Regions from separate parts of the Zea mays genome. Here region 1 is linked to region 2. The links are chromatin contacts, called in public Hi-C maps. All regions are on one chromosome and are shown on one strand. Each heading gives the region's core, a stretch centred on a gene start, on an enhancer-like site or on the middle of the called end of the contact. The rest is flanking DNA. Distances are from core to core; before and after follow the strand shown.

Evidence for each region. A called contact is a pair of places that touch in the nucleus more often than the background predicts.
Region 1: a Hi-C map of leaf shows a contact between it and region 2, with 4 times the contacts expected there. The contact joins the promoter of LOC103627102 here to the enhancer-like site in region 2. A contact is called at or near these places in 3 of 25 Hi-C or Micro-C datasets (all in leaf).

What each region holds. Positions count from the first base shown.
Region 1 is chr5:158,655,681-158,662,587 of Zm-B73-REFERENCE-NAM-5.0, reverse strand. It overlaps LOC103627102 (protein CYTOKININ-RESPONSIVE GATA TRANSCRIPTION FACTOR 1), which reads right to left and starts at 3,638. Exons shown (of 3, transcript XM_008647422.3): 1 at 3,183-3,638; 2 at 2,620-3,036; 3 at 1,511-2,407. The coding sequence starts at 3,407. The coding sequence ends at 1,925. It overlaps LOC111589424 (small nucleolar RNA Z247), which reads left to right and starts at 4,750; the gene lies at 4,750-4,889.
Region 2 is chr5:158,541,711-158,548,005 of Zm-B73-REFERENCE-NAM-5.0, reverse strand. No RefSeq gene overlaps it. Among protein-coding and RNA genes, the nearest start is that of LOC100381466, 63 kb to the right of the region's middle. Within about 2 kb of position 3,050, at least 14 of the 20 cell types and tissues checked have an H3K27ac peak or open chromatin away from gene starts, as enhancers often do. A contact at or near this core is called in leaf, where this site is marked.

The DNA.
Region 1 (6,907 bases), core at 2,389-4,888, 110 kb before region 2:
ACCAGTATGACGCTCGACAGTGTTGGGATTGACAGTTCGATCAGAGCTAAACAGGTCACGTCCGTTGGGTTAACCATCGTGACCAAGACCCTTGCGCACCATCCTAGTAGGTGGCAAGATGCCCAAGAAAGCCGATGTGATCACATCAGGTTAGTTGCTTTTGGTTCACTCAGCTCCTCCAAAAGGCAGGGGGCATATGTTGAGCACTGAATTGAGCCTCGCGGACGGTCCGCGCGTGCGTAGAGCATATTAGGGTTCCGAGTTTTGTGCTACGATTGTTAGCAAAATTCGCTGAATTAGCTCAGGAGATTAGTTTGTAAAGGGTCCAGCCCCCTCCTCTATAAATACAGAGGTATACGACCGATTTGTAATTATCAATCGAATCAATAACACTTCTATTTCGTATTTATTTTCTGTACAATTAGGAGTAGTTCTAGTTAGTTATAGTTTAGCCTCTCGATTCCTAAATTCTCCGCTTCTCTTCGACTCTACGTCGATTAGAGGAGTCTAGGTCGGCCTGCCCGAGCCTAGACAACTCCTAGGATCTCTCCTCCCCGACGGGGTCCCTCCCGGGAGCGAGATCCAGGCGCCGTCGGCGATCTTCCGCCGCCCCTGCGCACGCGCGGACCGTTCGGCCCTAGGGCGCGGACCGTCCGGCCGTCAGGCAGGAAAACCTAGCCTCGCGCCAGGCTGCGGACCGTCCGCCCCTATGCAGAGAGCACCGCCGCTAGTTCGTGTTGAGTGATTGGCGCTCTAAAAAGACGTCAACACATTCATACGTAGATATACATTGTGTTTAGATGTATGGTAAAATCAATGTATCTAGCTAGAGAAATCAACGTCTTAGTGCATGTGCAACCCAGAATTCGTTTAGATTGTTTTTTAAGAGATTGCATAAAAAATAAACCTAGAGCCCTGTATATCGTAAATTTAGTACAGATAGTCATGTAAAGACAGGCTCTTCACAAATTAAAGATCCCACATCTTTTAATGTTTTCCCTCTTACCCTTAGAGACCCTAAGTAACAGGGTGTGTACATGCCCTACAATTTAGAATGGCGGACATAAATGATTGATAAGAGGTATTATTAGTTACTTGATTCTAGTTTATTGAAACAAACAAGACTTAATTGAGGAGATGTCTGTTGCAATTTAAATGTACTGTACTATACACGTACGATTGGATGAGGGGCTTTTTAGTTTCTTTTTTCCTTGGCACTGAACCACGTAATGTGTGTGAATGTATATATATAATAAGTAAGCAGTAAAAATGGCAAGAAGCTGAAGTGGACAATTGTTTCCAAACACCAATGCATGCACCAGTCGTCCCACATAGTAGCTGACACGCATGATAAAAGAGAATGTTTATTGCAAAAAAAAGTGAGAGCATGTAGGGTACCTGGCAGGAAGTAGCCAGAGGGATCCTATTCCTGTCTCAGCTCAGTAGCAGCTGACATACACTACACAAATGTAACAGTGAAAAAACGCCACAACCATGCAACACCCCTCGATCACTGTATATCCTCAATATTTTTATTTAGCTCCGATGATCCAGTACAACATATATAAGTAATACAAATTATGGAACAAAGAAAGTTACATAGCATATAGTGGACTTGAATATATAATTAGCCGAAGAACTGAAAAAGGGTGAAATTAAAAGGCTCACTCTTATGGTAGAAAATGACTAATTCCTGGCTAGCGAGAGTTTTTCGCATAATTATTGTCGTCCGCCTTGGACATGTGATCACTCTATATATCTCCTGGCGATCTCCTTCCTCTTCCGGTCTCAACACAAAATCAAACAAAAGAACACAAGCGATATTAAGATATGGTAGATGTAGCTAGGGTACTTTTTAGGTGCAGAATCAGGTTGCACTTGCTAGCGACGGATTTCTCAGCAGGTAGAAGCTAGCCATATATAGCTAGCTGCGGACGAGACCACAGGACAGGGTCATGAGCAGCATGGCGGCGTCGGTGATCTCGTCGGCCGGGAAAGCAGCATGAAACGACGACACCGCCGAGGGAGGAGGAGTGGCGATCTCGCTCTGATCCAGACTCCTCATCGCGGCGGCAGGGGCAACAACCTGCTTGTCGCCGGAGACGTGATCCGCTTGATCCTTGGTACTCCGAGCAGCTGCGGCCTCTGGCGTCGCCGTGGCTGCCGCTGCACCGGCAGCGTGATCGACAACCACCATCTTGCACCGCTTCTTGAACGGCAGCGACCGGTCGGCGGCGTCCGACCTCTTCTCCTTCCTGGCCGGCTTCGGCTTCGGCTGCTGCTGGGTGGCAACGCCGCTCACCGCTTGTGGAGGCGCGCCTCCGTTGCTGGCAGCAGCTGCCGCGGCCGCGGCCACCATCGCCCGCCTCGCCTTCCTTTGCCTTATGCCACATGCGTTGCAGAGAGACTGTGTGCAGCATGCAAAAGGCACAACACACACATTAATATCAAGAGGGAATATATTAGCCCATGAATTAGTGAGTGTTAATTAATATATATAGGGGATGTGACCACCACAAGGACCACTCCTCCACTACTACTGCAGGTGCAGGTTGCGCAACTTGCGCCGCTGAGCTAGAACCTCAAACGAACGCGCAGATCAGGGCGTTTCCCAATTACTTGGTAATTCACCTTGGGGCCACGAGGACCACTCCTCCACAAGGGGGTCTTTGTGGTGTTGCAGTCGGAGCACACTCTAACGACGACGCCCATAGCCTGCTGCTGCATCGTCAGTAGCTGGCTCTCGTCTTGGTGCGCTTGGGCTCTTCTCCTTGGCTTTCTTGCAGCTCCACCCTCGGGATACTCGCTCGTCGCCTTGCGCATGATCTTCATCTTCGCCGGCGGTGACGACGAGGACGACGACACTGTCCAGCCGCCGCCGCTCAATCCTTCCGTGCGCTGGTTCTCCACTATATCATATGGATCATACGCAGATGGCTGGATCATATCACCATCGATGCTTTGGATAGTCTGCCCGAACGGCGATGGCCGCCTAGGGAAGACTTCTGACCCACTTATCATCGTCCGATCGGTGAACTGATGATTGACAAATAAAAAACGACAAAGGAAGTGAGGAACACCTATATAATAATATGCAAAGATATAAAATCTACGTAGTAGCTTTCCTTGGATGCACGCATATATATGCATCTCTATAGCAAATTAAGCTGTGATCCCCTAACCTGTTGAGTAGATTCAGACAAGACATGCTGCCCCAAGTGCTGATCACCATAGCTGCTTTGCCCTTGGAGCTGATCTACATGGACGGGGCTGGTGATCATGAACGGGAACAAGATTGGAGGGTCCTTTGCGACATGGAAGGTCGACGCCGGAAAGAGTCCCTGATCCTGCTCTCCCTCCATTAGACGGAGAGTACGCGGCAGTTGGGTCATGAAGACGGTAGACATGTACTACGAGAGAGAAGAGAGCTAGAGAGAGAGAGAGAGAGAGAGAGAGAGAGAGAGAGAGAGAGAGAGCTATAACTAGAGAAGTAGCTAGCAAGGAAGAGATGAAAGAGATCAGGGATGATGCATGCATATAATAAGCCTCAAGGAGACGATGGAGAGGAGATGTGCAGTTGAAGGGGCAATTTACAAGGGCCCAGGGTGATCACGGAATGTGTGGAGAGGGGCTTGTCCTTTTTATAAACAGACGCAGGGTGGAGGAGCAACAGATGCTATCAGTCTCTCTCTAGCTAGGGCCCTAGGGGATTTAGAGAGGTGTGATGTGTGATCCCCTTTCCTAGAGCGTGAGAAAGAGAGTGGCCACAGACAGCACACCAGCACAGTGCACACAGAAGGGAGATGAGGAACCAAAGGAACAGTGCAACAAACACATCGCACACAGTACTATCGATGCAAAACATTCAGTCCCAAATCGAGAAGACAACAAAGATGTGAATATGTGATGCAACTCCACCTTGTGGCCCCCACCAAGCTAGTACAGATATGTCATGCAATGATTATTTAGTTAAACATAGAAGATTATGTCTATTATTAGTAGGAGTTCTGTGTCCTAAAATTGTGTCTCCTGTCTGTTAAACATATAAGGTTATCTCTATTATTACTAGGAGAGTTCTACGTTTTGCATCTGCCTTACTACGATTCCTAGCTTTTCATGTATGTGTACCACTATATAAACATGAGGTCGTGACCGTGGAGGACATCGTGTCATTCAGTCTATCATGGTAATTGAGCTAGAGAACTCCTAGATATCCACCCTTACTTCTTCCTCCACCTCCTCTACCTCCACCATGTCCACCACAACCATATCCATCCAGTCCACCATCTTTGTGTCTATCACAATTCACCATTGTTGTCACTGTCCGGCTCATCATGACTAACAATCTCATCTGTCACACATAGCTTCTATCATATCTCCGAAGCACCAAGCTCCTTGGTTACCTAGATGGAACCCCTCCTGCACCGTTAAGATGGTGTCCTCTTCCATGGCAGCTAGCACCGAAAGCATCTCCAACATGGTGTATGACCGTTGGTATGATCAGGACCGGCGGGTCCTTAGCGGCCTCCTCTCCTCCATGTCTGAGGAAGTTCTTTGCGATGTTGTTGACGCCACATTATCAAAGGAGGTCTAGGACTCCCTTCCATGCAAGTGTTTGCATCTTCTACCAAGGCCCACACGGTTTAGATCCATGTTTAACTCGCCACAATAAAGTAACGATATCTATCTGCCGCTAACTACTTTCACAAGATAAAGGGTCTCATCTTTGATCTTGTCATTGTTGGTGCTCCTCTCCGTTATGACAATGTGGTCACCTACCTCTTCACCAGTCTTGGATCAGAATATGATCCTTTTGTCTATTCAATGATGACCAAGAGCGATCATCTCTCGCTTTATGATGTGTACACGCACTTTATGACATTTGAAGCTCACCAATTGCAACATTAGGTGTCACTCCAACTCAACAGTGGGTTCTCGTTGAGCTATGATGGTCGTGGGGGGGGGGGGGGGGTCTTCATGTGGTCGTGGTCATGGTAACAGTGGTCATAGTCGCTCCCACAGGGATGTGCCACATAGCCCTACTAATTCTTGTAGAGATCTTGCAACAACTCTTCTCGACCTATGTGTTAGTTTGTGGTAAATAAAACCACATTGTTATTTGTTGTTGGCATCACATGGATGAGTGCTATTAGAACCATAATCCATCTGTGGCCCTAGCATCTACATCATACAAGGTGGAGCCCAACTGGCACAAAGATACATGCACCACAGACCATATCGCCAACAGTCTTGATCGGTTTGCTATGCGCAAATGCTATCATAGTAGTGAACACGTTCAATTCGACAACAGTGCATATTTTACAAACTCGTTATTCCACAAATAATATTGTTGCTCGACTTCTTATTTTGCGTAATTTTTACATCCGCATAACATTAACAAACACTTTCTCTTTGTTCATAAATTCTTGTATGATAGTTATATTTATTTTGAATTTCATGTATGACATTTTTCTATAAAAGATCCATTAACACATAAAAGTCTTTTTGAGGGGTCATGTGAAGGTGGTTTATACCCTCTCAAACTATTGATATTATCACCCTCAAACTAGCCCTAATTGGTTGATCACAAGTTGTTTAGTTGATTTTGCATTTTAATAATATTTCATGTCCTAAAGAGTCAAAGTCATCCACTCGAACTCCTATCAAATGGCTAAAAGTCATCAATTGTCCTATGATACTTCCATTCATCATTCTATGTCTCCTTTGGATCTTATTTTTTCTAATGTTTGGGGGTCCTATGCCTTTGATTGTTGGGGATTCAAATACTACATTAGTTTTATTGATGATTTTAACAAATTTGCTTGGATTTATCTTATGCATGACCAATCTTAAGCACCTCACATATTCTTGTAGTTACAAACACATGTAGAACATCTTCTAAGTGACAAAATTAAATGTATTCATTCTGACTATGGTGGTGATATTAGAAAATTCATGCCTTCAATCGGTCCATGGGCAATGATCATCAGATCTTATACCCTCACACCCATCAACAAAATGGGTCACTTAAGCGAAAACAATGTCACATTATCAAGATGCTCTTCCAGTCCATGCCTCTATGTCCATTAGATTTTGGGATGAAAGTTTTGTCATTGTCACTTATCTCATTAATCGTCATGTGTCATCGATGACAAACGTCCTCTAGAGCATCTCTTTAATTACCTCCAAATTGTTTGTTCTCAAGTTTTTTGAATGTGCTTGTTGGCCTCATCTCTATCCCTATAACAAAAATAAACTTTATTTTTGTTCAAAAGAACGTGTTTTCTTGGGTATATTTCCTTGCACAAAGGATACAAATTCCTTGATCGTGATTCTGGTCGTGTCTATATTTCTAGGTACATAATGTATGTGATTATCCTTTCTATTGTTCATCCTCTATATCTTCTCCAAGTGCCAACTAATCATGTTTACTCTACATTACACATAATTAGTTTGGATAGCAGTTGCACTAATTGTGGTTATGATTGTATGCAATTATATGTTGCTGCTAACTTGTTTCCTACCAAAGCTCTAACTCTAGAGTCAGTGTGCGACCTCCCCAATAATGTGTGGCACAAAGCAGTCTTGTAGGCTTTGACAATGTCTGCCTCTTCTCGGACAAGTGAACTCGCACCCACATATGTGGGTCTTGTTGTGCTGGTAGACCTTGTCCTATCCTTTAGGCCCACCTCTATGCTTCATGCCCACCAATCCACAGATGAGCCCTTAGATGCTAACCAACAAGCACTTGTGTTACTAGATCCTCATGTCTCTTTTGTATTAGATGTTGCTACTATTAGTACTCAAGATCTTGGTACATTTATTCACCTATATGGATAAGGCTCAAATATAATGTCAGACAACCTAAAAATCCTATTTACTATATTGGTACATATTATGTTATCCA
Region 2 (6,295 bases), core at 1,801-4,300:
ATATGTGATTACCTTAAAATTGTCTTCTAACATGTCTCGAAGCGAAGTCATTGATGATAGCATCAGTATCAATTTCATATAATAATATTTTCTTGATGCATAAAATAGCCAAACCATTTAGTCTTTATTGAGACATTTTGGACCTCAAATAATTATTCAACAACTTCAACTTTGAAAAACTTCTTTCAGCTGATGCAACGGTCATGGGCACAGTAAATAAAAGTCGATAAGCAATAGCAGTATTAGGATAAGAATCCACTTCTCTAACATACTCAAAAATATCCATGGCAGACATTGGTTTATCTATTAAAGTCAACTGCAAAACACTAAACTCTAAAATTAGATCATTTAGATCAACATCTGATGAGCCATCAAAAGAGAAAGTGTTTGCAAATTTGGTGCAACATTCTCTTAGTTCAATAGTATCCAATGACTTCAAGGTTATGGAGTCCATAAAAAATCCAAATATGTCTTTGAATAATTGGAGTTCTTCAAATCTACTTTTCAATGAACTAATTGCAATACCAACCATGACCAAAAAATAACTAACTTCGAAAGCTTTTTCAGCTTCAAGATTTGCTTCCTCACAATCAGTTTCATCATATTGTTTCTTCCTCTTAGCATGACGTTTCACTAGAAATGATGGCTCTACACCCAATTCAGATGCAATCTCTTTGGCAATGATCAAACTAGAAGCAAATCCATTATTTCTATAGTTCTGAAACTAATTCACTGTATCTTCTATTCTCATTAATGTAGCATCAATGCACATGGATGAGGATTGCAACTGCTTGCTCACTTTGTTTACTGTAAATAAAATATCATACCAAATAACCATACCAAGTATAAAATCAAAGGTACCAAGAAGATCAAATAATTTTTTTGCATCACTTTTATCCTTTGGTTCGGTATCCTTATCGGTACTCAACTGAAGCAAAGCTGACCTTATCTGAGGAGCTTGAAATCTTATTGCTTTGACACTTTTAATCCGACTCTCCCAACGAGTATTGCACCATGACTTCGCAGTTAAGCTTTCAACATGATCCTTCAAAACATCCCATCTTTTAGTAGAACTAGAGAACAATGTATATACTCGATGCACAATCCCAAAAAATGAAATAGCTTTGCCACAAGATTTAGCCATGTCACAAAGTGCAAGATTAAGACTATGACAAGCACATGGCATAAATAAAGCTCTTGGATTTATATCAAGCAGTGGTCTTTGCACGCCCTTGTGCTTTCCTTTCATGTTAGATCCATTATCATAACTTTGACCCCGAACATCTTCAATATTTAGGCCACGGGACTTAATGGAATCAAGTAATGAATTAAAAAGTCCCTCACCGGATGTATCATCTACCTTCATTAAACCCAAAAAATACTCCTCAACTTTATGAGTAGACATATTAACACATCAGATCAACAAACTCATTTGTTCTTGATGACTAACATCAGGGGTACAATCAAGGATAACTGAAAAATATTTGGCCTCTTTAACAGTGTTTATGATAGATTTAGTGATGTCAGAAGCCAAAAGAGAAATAAATTCATTCTGAATTTTATGACTAAGATAGTGATAATGAATCTCATTGTTTTGAATATGTCTGAGGTGATCTTGCATAACCAAATCAAATTCAGCAATCATCTCAACACAAGCTAAGAAATTACCATTTTGATCATTGTAAAGTTTCTCACTTGGTCCTCTAAAAGCTAAATTCCGCTTACCAAGAAATTTCACAACAGCAATTATTCTTTGTAAAACTTGCCTGATACGCTCTTTCTCCTTTGTGATTTGCTGCTGAATGTTTTTGTCAATTGTTTCATGCTTATCAAGCCTCACCCTCAGTTCATTCCAAGGGTTCATGCTTGTAATATGTTTTATACTAGCCTCATGTTCTTTCAACCTCTCATTAATATTCCTCCAATCTCTGAACCCCTCATAACCCAATGAACTGTTGCAGTTTTCTGTATTGAAAAGCTTGCATGAAAAACAAAACACTCTATCAACGTGTTTGGAATCTACCAACCACTTTCTATCATAAACTTCTCCATTGCTCATCTTTCTAGAGTAATGAGTATATGAAAAATGTCTGCCATTGGTATCCAAAGGAAATTCAATATTTTCATCTCTGATGGATCCCTTCTCTACTAATATGTCCTTTGACTTGTTATCAAGATTATCCCAATTTATTGAATCATAGATATCCTCAGTAAAAACAGGTTGTTCATCAACACTAGCATTTTCTGTAGGAGGTGAATTAACCATAGGCTCATGATCAATTTTTTCTTCTGGTGTAAAGCCCTGATCTTCTAGCTAATTATCAGGTTGCTCCTCTATAGCAACTATAGCCATCTCATTTTGATTCCTTGAAGTTCTTGAATTACTAGAAAAAAAATTTGTCCATAGCTCCTCTCCGCGTTTCTATGAACTTATTTGCTCGTTTCTTCCTCTTCGTTTTCTCAGAACCAGATGGATACTTTCTAGATGACAAGACTATATGCCGAAATTAAAAACAGAATTATGAATTGAAGTTATCGCTTAGTTACAAGAATAAACTTAAAGAATTATTACCGATTATGGAATACAGAAATTTCGAAGCAACGTCACGTCACCACGTCGTCTTCTGGGATAACATTAGAAAATGTCACGTCGTTAGAAGGAGGAGGTTGCCGCCCTCGCAGGCCACGAGCATGAAGTAGGGGAAGAGTGTGGTGGAGCACAGGCTACGCAGCAGGGCCGCCAGGGCGCCGTGCATGTCCGGCCGCCGGCTGGCGACATCAAGGATGGAGGCGTGAGTCTTGGAGGTGGTGGCGGCAGCCCCGACCTGCTGCTACGAGACACCGAGGCATCGAGGCAAGACCGAGACACAGGTAGCCAGGTATGGGCGTACGACCCGACAGGAAGACAGGAGGAAGGACTCGAAGGCCGAAGCGACGAACGGATCAGGACGAAGCGTTTCCGTGATGCAGTTTGCTAGTTTCTACTCCTGGCGGTTCCGTACTTCCATGATCTGCTCGACTGCTCTGCTCCTTGTCGTTTTGTTCCGACTGCTCTGCTCCTTGGTGTCAGGGGTGGGGCCCATCATTCCGGGGGGCCCAGGGCGACCCCCCCCTTAGGGTCGTCGCTAGTTTGGAGAAAACCATCACTTTCATACTTGCGCACTTGGGGTGCATGGCGAAAGTCAATGTACCAGTTAATAAAAAGCGCAAGTTTGGACCAAGGACAGTGGATTGTGTCTTTCTGGGATATGCTTCGTGTAGCATAGCGTATAGATTTTTAGTAGTTAAATCTGAAGTTCTTGATGTATATGTTGATACTATTGTGGAATCACGTGATGCTACTTTCTTTGAACACATATTTCCAATGAAAGACATTCATAGAAATTCTAGATACTCTTCTGAGATAACTCCTAAACATAGTACACCTGTTGAGAGTTCTGAACAGCCACATGAAATTGTCCTAGAGGAGGATAACAATGATGCTCCTAAAAGGAGCAAGAGACAAAGGGTTGAAAAATCCTTTGGTGATGATTTCATTGTGTACCTTGTGGACGATACTCCTACTACCATTATGGAAGCATTTGCATCTCCAGATGCAGATGATTGGAAAGAAGCAGTTCATAATGAGATGGACTCTATTCTTTCAAATGGTACGTGGGAAGTCACTAATCGACCCTATGGCTGTAAACATGTGGGTTGTAAGTGGGTGTTTAAAAAGAAGCTCAAGCCTGATGGTACAATTGAGAAGTACAAGGCTAGGCTTGTGGCTAAAGGCTATACTCAGAAAGAAGGAGAAGACTTCTTTGATACTTACTCACCTGTTGCTAGAATGACTACTATTCAAGTACTACTTTCTTGGCTGCCTCGTATGGTCTCCTTGTCCATCAGATGGATGTAAAGACAACTTTTCTTAATGGAGAGCTGGACGAGGAAATCTATATGGAACAACCTGATGGATTTTTAGTAAAGGGTCAAGAAAGCAAGGTGTGCAAGTTATTGAAATCTTTGTATGGTCTGAAGCAAGCACCAAAGCAGTGGCATGAGAAGTTTGACACGACTCTAACGTCTACAGGCTTTGCCATTAATGAGGCAGACAAGTGTGTATATTATCGATGTGGTGGGGGCGAAGGAGTTATATTGTGCTTATATGTTGATGATATATTGATATTTGGCACAAACATTGATGTGATCAATGAAGTCAAGTCTTTTCTATCAAAGAGTTTTGATATGAAAGATCTTAGAGAAGCTGATGTGATTCTAAACATCAAGCTGATTAAGGCAGATGGTGGGATTACTCTCTCGCAATCTCACTATGTTGAAAAGGTTTTGAAGCGATTTGGCTTCTTTGATTGCAAACCTTCTCCAACACCTTATGATCCTAGTGTGACACTGCGAAAGAACAAGAGAATTGGTTTAGACCAATTAAGATATTCTCAGATCGTCGGTTCACTCATGTATCTTGCTAGTGCAACATGGCCTAATATTTCGTTTGTTGTGAGCAAATTGAGTAGGTTCATGTCAAACCCTAGGACTGGTCATTGGCATGCACTTGAGCGGGTTATGCGCTACTTGCACGGTACAATGAGCTATGGAATTCACTATTCTAGTCAGCATGTAGTACTTGAAAGATATAGTGATTCAAACTGGATATCTGATGTAGATGAGCTTTATGCCACCAGTGGTTATGTCTTTACTATTGGCGGAGGTGCGGTATCATGGAGGTCATGCAAGCAGACTATCTTGACGAGGTCAACCATGGAAGCCGAGCTAGCTGCACTGACACAGCAATTGTTGAGGCAGAATGGTTGCGTGAACTCTTGATGGACTTGTCGGTGGTTGAGAAACCAATACCGGCTATCCTTATGAACTGTGACAATCAGACAATGATTGCTAAAGTGACAAGTTATAAGGATAATGGGAAGTCATCAAGACATGTCAAAAGACGATTGAAGTCTGTTAGAAAGTTGAGAAACTCCAGAGTTATAAGTGTGACTTATATTTCAACAGATAAAAATCTGGCAGATCCTTTTTACAAAGGAACTACCATGTAATGTGATAGAAATCACATCGAGAGAGATGGGTATGAGACCCATATAAGTTGCCATGGTGGAAACCCAATCTATGTGATCGGAGATCCCGTGAATTAGGTCCTGGGAAGAATAAGCCATTAGTGAACTGAGGAGAGTAACCTTTGACCCTCTCTAAGTAAAGATGCAATACTCTCAAATGCTGTAAGGCAGGTTGGCTTTGTGCCTTAATGTGTTTTGTTGGCTTTTATTAGCGAAGATGTTGTCCTTTAGAACATTCTTGAAAGAACACACCTATATGAGTTAGACTGTCTAACATCGCAGTATATGAGATCTGGGTGATCTCTAGTAAACTCATGAAGAGACCTTGGAGTACGGCGTATATGCTCCACCCAAGAAGGTGACTACTGGTAGCCAGGTACTGGTTATGGCTTTAAGTGAAACCCATTCACACAAAACTTGCAATTCAAGGCATAGTCCATTGTCCAAGTTGTGGGTTGGTGTAGCTTGGAGTTCTAGGTGGAAGTTCAACTTAACAGTCTCCACTGAAATACTAGTATATTAAACAGTAGTGAACAGTGGTAAAACTGCAGATGGGCATTTGATCTGGTGAGGGATTGTTGGATTTATGGGCTAGGCCCAATTGAGAAATTCAATTAAATCCTAGAAAAAACTCAAAAGCCCATGTATGGGTATGGCTAGGGAATGGTGGAACAATTAGTACCATATTGCTAGTCCAAGTGGAGTGGAACTAGTTTAAATATGGAGGCTACACTCACTCACCAAGTCATGGATGAGAGGAGAGAGTGTGGAGAACCACACGCGCGTGCGCTCGCTCGCCTGGCTGGGCCAGGCCGAAGGGCGCGGGCGCACGACATGCACGTGAATGGTCCACCGAAATCCGGCCCCTCACCTTGCGGGGGTGCAGCTTCCTTTTGCCGTTTTATTTTTTGGTTGCTTGGCTGATAAGTTTAGAGTTGTTGGTTCATGGATTACGTGCAGATCGGATCGCGGATCGTTATCGGTTCACGGACTCGGCCATATATAAGGCGCCTGGCAGCCAGCGTCAAACCCATCCCCAACACAAGTTAGGTTTTCGCCTCTACTCATAACTGCGTCTCCATTGTAGTTCTCTTCATCCCGACCACCGACGTGCATCTGCGTTCGGGAGAGCAGGTCTCTGGAACCCTTTGCCTTCGAGATCCTACACCGGGAGAGGGCGAATAAGGTTTTTGGGAAGCGTCCTCACATGAATGCTCGCGATCTTG